2 separate regions of the Mus musculus genome follow, and region 1 is linked to region 2. A link is a contact called in public Hi-C data. All regions are on one chromosome and are shown on one strand. The core of a region is the stretch at or near the end of the contact, and the rest is flanking DNA. Distances in the headings are between cores, read along the strand shown.

Region 1 (2,737 bases), core at 106-2,605, 100 kb after region 2:
TGCTCACACCACTCTGGGTCTAATGGGCTAAACTGAGGAGCAACTTTACAGAAGCTAATGTCCCAGGTAAGGTGCCCAGGAGTGGGGTGGTAGGAGACAGAATAATTGTCCTTGCAGGGCCTGCCTTCTGCATTTCAAGGGCTACACATGCTATCTCTTTTGTTTCCCCAGTGTCAGCCCTGAACTTAGGGCAATGATGCTATGATCCTTCTGTCTTCTCAGGGGAAAGCTTAAGCTCTCAGGCGACAAGACCACTCTGAAGCAAGCTTTGCAGTCTCTAACTAGGCAGTGGGTGCAGGGCAGGAGGAGAAATAGAAGAGGCAGCTCTCTGTCCTCCACGGGACAAATGCCTTTGTGAGCCTTGGGGAACCTGTTGCTGTGTTGGCCAATCAAGACTCAAGACTGTCCTAAGCTGGCCTTGCTTTTGGCAACAGTAGGGCCTATGTTTGTTTCCAGAAATCACGGTGGCGATCACAAAGAGGCTGTGTTCACATGTAATCTGGCTTGACAGAAATTAATTTTTAATAAGAGACTCCATTCATTCGGTCACATCATTGCCCTTTGGGGCCTGTGTCAGGGTCAACCATCCAGAGCTGGCTGCTGTGCTCTTGGCTATAGCCTGGGGCGTGTTTGCGCTCTTGCGCATGCGCGCACTAATGTGCATGCCAGTAGAGGGGGTTGGGGGTTGAGGAGCGTAGACTGGTCATAGTCAGCTTACAAGTCGAGACCAGGTATTAGTCTAATCAGAAGCTGAAGGAGGCAGGAAGCCCACTTATTTCTTTGTTCTCCACACCCCCGCAAGACACTGTGTCTAGTGCCTTGTTTGGTGGCTACCTTCTTCACAGACTCAAGGTCTCATGGACCTCGGGACAAGCCTTTCACTATGGTGGTGTTAAGGAACGCTTACTTGGCACTGTTATTTAATGGCAATACTCAAAAGGTACAGCATCATCAGCTCCATTGCAAACAGCTGGGAGTTAAGGGCCGCCCTCATCCCTGTACCAAATCATCTCGCCTCCTTATTTCTGCTCCTCCTCACTGTTACACGGAGGCGAAGCAGCTCCCCTATCTGTCCCACCTCTCCATGGAGTTACTTGAAATAACGGTACTCCATAGGCCTTGAGTCATGAGCAAATTCTCTCCATGCCATTCACCTAATCCCCTCGAGGTGCTCGTCTTTGACTTGTTATCAGTAATGATGTGGGGGTGGGGTGGGGTGGGGGTGGGTGCTTACCCCATTTTCAGATCTGGGGCCTTCTGTGTCTTTTTTCTTTTGGTAGTTGCTTCCATCTTCCTGTCCCCTCCTGCCGCACCCCCAGGAAATGCACTTTTCTTTCTTTCTTTTTGGTTCTGCTAAAAGACAGAAGCTCGAGCGAGGCTCTGCCTTCTCAGTGTGGGCGGCGCTGCCTTTCTCAGAACCGCACACTTATCCTCCAGCCGCCTCCAAAGGCTTTATCAGGAGACATGGTGACTTCTCTCCTAAATTACACAGATAGGTTTAAAAATAGGGTTCAGGGTTTCCTTGTCAGGAGAGCTGTCAGCCGGCCCACTTTTGACACCCTTTCTCCCTCCCTTTGTTGGTACACGTCAAAGCATTTTTATTTTTATTTGAGAAGTGTTCTGCTTAAGTTTTCTGGAGCCTTTAAATTACCAGAAACGTTAGTGGGGGTGGGGGTGGGGGTGGGGGTCTGGAGAGGGATGGGGGGTGCTTAAAATGATTCTTCTTCCTGACTTAAAATCTTGAGCAATTTGATTTTCTGTGCCTTCCTGTCTTTGCATGCACATTGTCAGCATGAAAATGAATTGTAGAAATCTATTTTGGTGGAGGCAAGAGCCCTGATGTACAGAGCTCTGCTTTGTGTCAAGGCAGGGATACGTTTTTAGGGCATAAAGTGGATTTGGTATGACTAACTGTGCATAGTGAAAATGGCAGAGGCCGTGAAAGATGAACTGAACAAGAGAAGAAAACCACACAACAACATACCCTGTAAGTAGAAACAAATTAGCCATAGTAATAGCAACTAGACCCCACCACACATGCTCGTAGTGGCACAGAGAATGGCCTGCCTCTTGGTAGAAGTTCTTTTGTTAATTCTTTCCCTCCAGAAAACAGAATTTGGGGCAACATCTTGTTCTTTGTGTGGGGGAATGTAAAACCCTCCTTCCCCCGCCCCCTGTAACCTTTTGCTTTCTCCATTCCTTTCCTCTTATCTGTGCTTTTCCGTTCCTCCCTTATATGGCCATGGCCGGCTGCCCTCGGAAGTCCAGGAATTTGAATGTTATGTGAAAGGGTAATGCTAATTGGGCCCAGTAACATTCATGTCGCCTGGGAGATGTATGGGGGTCACCAAGTGAGAGACCAGCGAGTATCCACATCTGCTGTGAGGCTTTTCATTGCTTTCTCTCCAAACACCAGTCTTAGCTAATGGCCCCAAGCCCTGCTGGCCCGTTCCCCTACCCGGGGCCAACTGTTGCCTTAATGATCAGGGCAAAGATTTCCTTAATATTTCAGCACTGGAAAAAAAAAAGAGAGGTGTGCATTTATAATCTCATGTATTGCACCCAGAAGAAGGTGCGAGAGAGAAGGGCAGGTATTATTATATCATGTCCACTTTGCAACCGAAGAACTGGAGGCTTTAGTTCCTAGTTATTGCTCGTGATGGCGCTCATTAAAGGCAGAATCCGCTTCCCCTCTCCCAGCCACAGGCTCCTTGGCGCCCTGTTTGGGTGGATTTCC
Region 2 (2,853 bases), core at 85-2,584:
TCAGTCGTGAGTACCTATTCATACGTTTGAATATGAACACTTACGTAATGAATACATATTCACATATATGAAGCAGTGGACACACACAAAGGAAAGGCTAGTTCTAGTGAAGGATTCCTGAATTGCTGTGGGAGTAATTACAGAGAAGACGGTATGTCTAAGCATGAGGTGAGTGCCAGGTGTGTACAAGCATGGCCTCTGAACAGTTAAACGGGTGACAGAAGAGTTAAATCAGAGACGGTGTCTCTCTCCGAAGTCCCCAGTACTCAAGCTGAAGTTATAAGAATGTCTATAATAACAGCCAAAGGACCAGAGTGTGCATGGTCAGCAGCTGCAAAGGCAAGGAGGCTTCAGAAGGAAATGGGTTCAGAGAACTGAGCAACACCACTCGGCCACCGCATTTGGATTGAGCTGAGGACCGTAGATGAGGCCGGAAAGAGAAGCTGATGTGTCAGTCAGCCGTCATGAGGCAATCATGAGTGCTTGAAGGGTCACTCTAGGTTAGGAATATTCACCCTAGGAGCCTTGGGGCGACCTGTGGGAGGCTCTCTGCCAGGACAGTCAGAGCAGTTTGGAGCTTCAGAATAATCACCCTAGTAAGAAAGGCAGGCTGAGTGAGACCGTGGACATGGAGCATCAGGAGGCGATGGCAGCAGCAGCCACAGCAATCCCAGCATGCACAGGGGCAAGCACCTGATACCCACCACACTGAATCATGAAGTGCTGAAGAGAAAATGGCAGAGCTTTGGAGGACAGGACTTGGATCTGCTACTTCTTAATGGCGCTGTGCACTAAGGCAAGAAGCAGCAGATTTGGAGCGTGGAGCATCCAGTCTAGAAAGGCAGTTATGAGAGTCTTACTCACCAGTCAAGTGACAAGGCTCCCTCCCAAAAGGAGACCCTACCCTATACTACACCTTCATAATAGGGGTGATGTGTGGTGTGATATGATATGGTTGCCAGTCACATCTCATTCACCAGAGGGTGTCATCACAAGACAGGGTCTTCAAATGTTACTGTCATATAATAGATTGTTGAGCTGAAACGAGAAATAAAAAGTAGGCATTTGACAGTACTTTTGGGCAAAAGGAACATGCTTTGTGGTGGCAGACTTCCTCCTTAGAACTTCCTGCCCAGCCATCTGTGTGCATTCATGTCTGCACGTGACTGAAGAGGGACGGCGATTCCCTTTAACACACAGCATCTGTGAAAAGACCTGAGTTCTACGTTTTATTAAAATGATATGCATTCCTGGGCTATTTTTCCTCATGGTTCTTAAGAAGAAAAACTTTATGAAATCCATTATTTTTTTAATTTGTCTCAGTTTCCAGCAATAAGATAGCAAAAAGAGAAAACATCTATACCTTTCACATACATACAAATTATTACAATGCATTGCCTTAACGCCTTATGAAAATCCTGCTCTTTCTGAGACTTTTAGACTTTTTTTTTCAACTATTCTAAGTTACATAATCTTTGCTTTGTTCTATTCTGATTTTGTTTTGTTTTCTTTTGTTTGGCGGGGGTTGGGGGTCTTGTTTCTTTTTCCTTTCTTTTCTTTTTTCTTCTTTCTTTCTTTGTTTTTGTTTTTGGTGGGGGTTTGTTTTTGTGTTTGTTTAGGTTTTGCTTTTGTTTTTGTTTTGTTTTTGAGACAGGGTTTCCCTGCATAGCCCTGGCTGTCCTGAGACTCACTCTGTAGACCAGGCTGGCCTTGAGCTCACAGAGCTCTGCCCACCTCTGCCTCCAGAGTGCTGGGATTAAAACTGTGTGCCACCACCACTGGCTACCATTCTTTGTTTCTTAAGACCGGTTTTTGCTAGTTCGGGCTGGCCTTCAACTAACTCTGTACCCAGGCTCTCTTGAACTTAGAGCAATCTTCCTGTCTCAGTCTCCCCAGGGCTAGGATTCCAGGCCTGTACACCAGGCTCGCCTCAAGTGGGGATCTGAGCTGAGGTTAATAGCGCTAATTACCTAATTTTTGATTGGTTCCCTTACTAGTGCTAGAAAATTATTTTTGTCTGCTAAAATAATGGGAATAGTATTTTTTAAAAGTGCTATCTATACTTCGAATTTATTATAGACTTTCTTTCATCTGACTGAAATTGGAAGCTTTTTTAATTACTCCATCACACAATATTATTATTTTTTGACAGTTTTATACTTATATATAGTGCATGACGGTCACTCTCTCTCCCACATTCCCTGTTTTCCTTCCCTTGTTATCAACCCCATGCTCTTCCTGTGCTATATAATAATCCATTCCCAGACTCATGACGTAGTTGTGTTGTATGAACCATTTGATTTAACCAAAGTCATCTATGTGCACTGATATAACCCATGGGAGTGTGGTGGGACCATCCTGGATACACCATCGAAGCTAATGAGAGTACCTTCCCCTAAATCCATCCATAGGACATAGTGCATCCGTGAGGGTGAGCTCCCTGGATCCTCAATAGTGCATCAGTGAGGGTGGGGCTCCCTGCGATCCTCTTCCATCCTTGTCTGTCTGTTGATGGGCCTAGTCTTGTGCAAGCCCAGTGCAGTCACTGGGAGTTGTTGAGTGTTGGTTACAATGGCTGTGTATTGTCCAGAAGATGGAGTCTCACAGTCTTTCTCCCCATCTCCCAGTACTTACAGCCTTTCTGCCCCATCTGCTGCAGAATCCCCACAGTCGTGGAGAGGATGCTCTAAAATGTCTTGTTTAGGGATGAACACTCATCTCTCTCTTAATTCTCAGAACCTTCTATAGCCATAGACTCTGATTTGATCTTAATTCACTCGAATTAGAGGCTTCTCTAATTATGGCTAAAACTGGTCAGTGTCTTTGGATATTAATAAATTTGAATTTGTCAGT

The links. Hi-C and Micro-C count contacts between places; a contact is called where the count stands out from the background.
Region 1: a contact with region 2 is called in a Hi-C map of CD8 T cells, with 2.2 times the contacts expected there. The contact joins two enhancer-like sites. A contact is called at or near these places in 4 of 39 promoter capture datasets (cranial neural crest, frontonasal cranial neural crest and liver), 1 of 15 datasets of contacts at CTCF or cohesin (CD8 T cells), 11 of 484 Hi-C or Micro-C datasets (8-cell embryo, CD8 T cells, colon epithelium and 5 more), 4 of 115 datasets of contacts at active chromatin or transcription factors (bone marrow-derived macrophages, embryonic stem cells, heart atrium and 1 more) and 2 of 9 other capture datasets (adipose tissue and liver).

The regions. Positions count from the first base shown.
Region 1 is chr10:99,283,671-99,286,407 of GRCm38.p6, forward strand. No RefSeq gene overlaps it. Among named protein-coding and RNA genes, the nearest start is that of Gm34921, 14 kb to the left of the region's middle. Within about 2 kb of position 1,356, at least 84 of the 459 cell types and tissues checked have an H3K27ac peak or open chromatin away from gene starts, as enhancers often do. A contact at or near this core is called in CD8 T cells and adipose tissue, where this site is marked.
Region 2 is chr10:99,181,252-99,184,104 of GRCm38.p6, forward strand. The region is part of intron 10 of Poc1b (POC1 centriolar protein B); the gene reads left to right. Among named protein-coding and RNA genes, the nearest start is that of Gm34574, 49 kb to the right of the region's middle. Within about 2 kb of position 1,335, at least 96 of the 459 cell types and tissues checked have an H3K27ac peak or open chromatin away from gene starts, as enhancers often do. A contact at or near this core is called in CD8 T cells and adipose tissue, where this site is marked.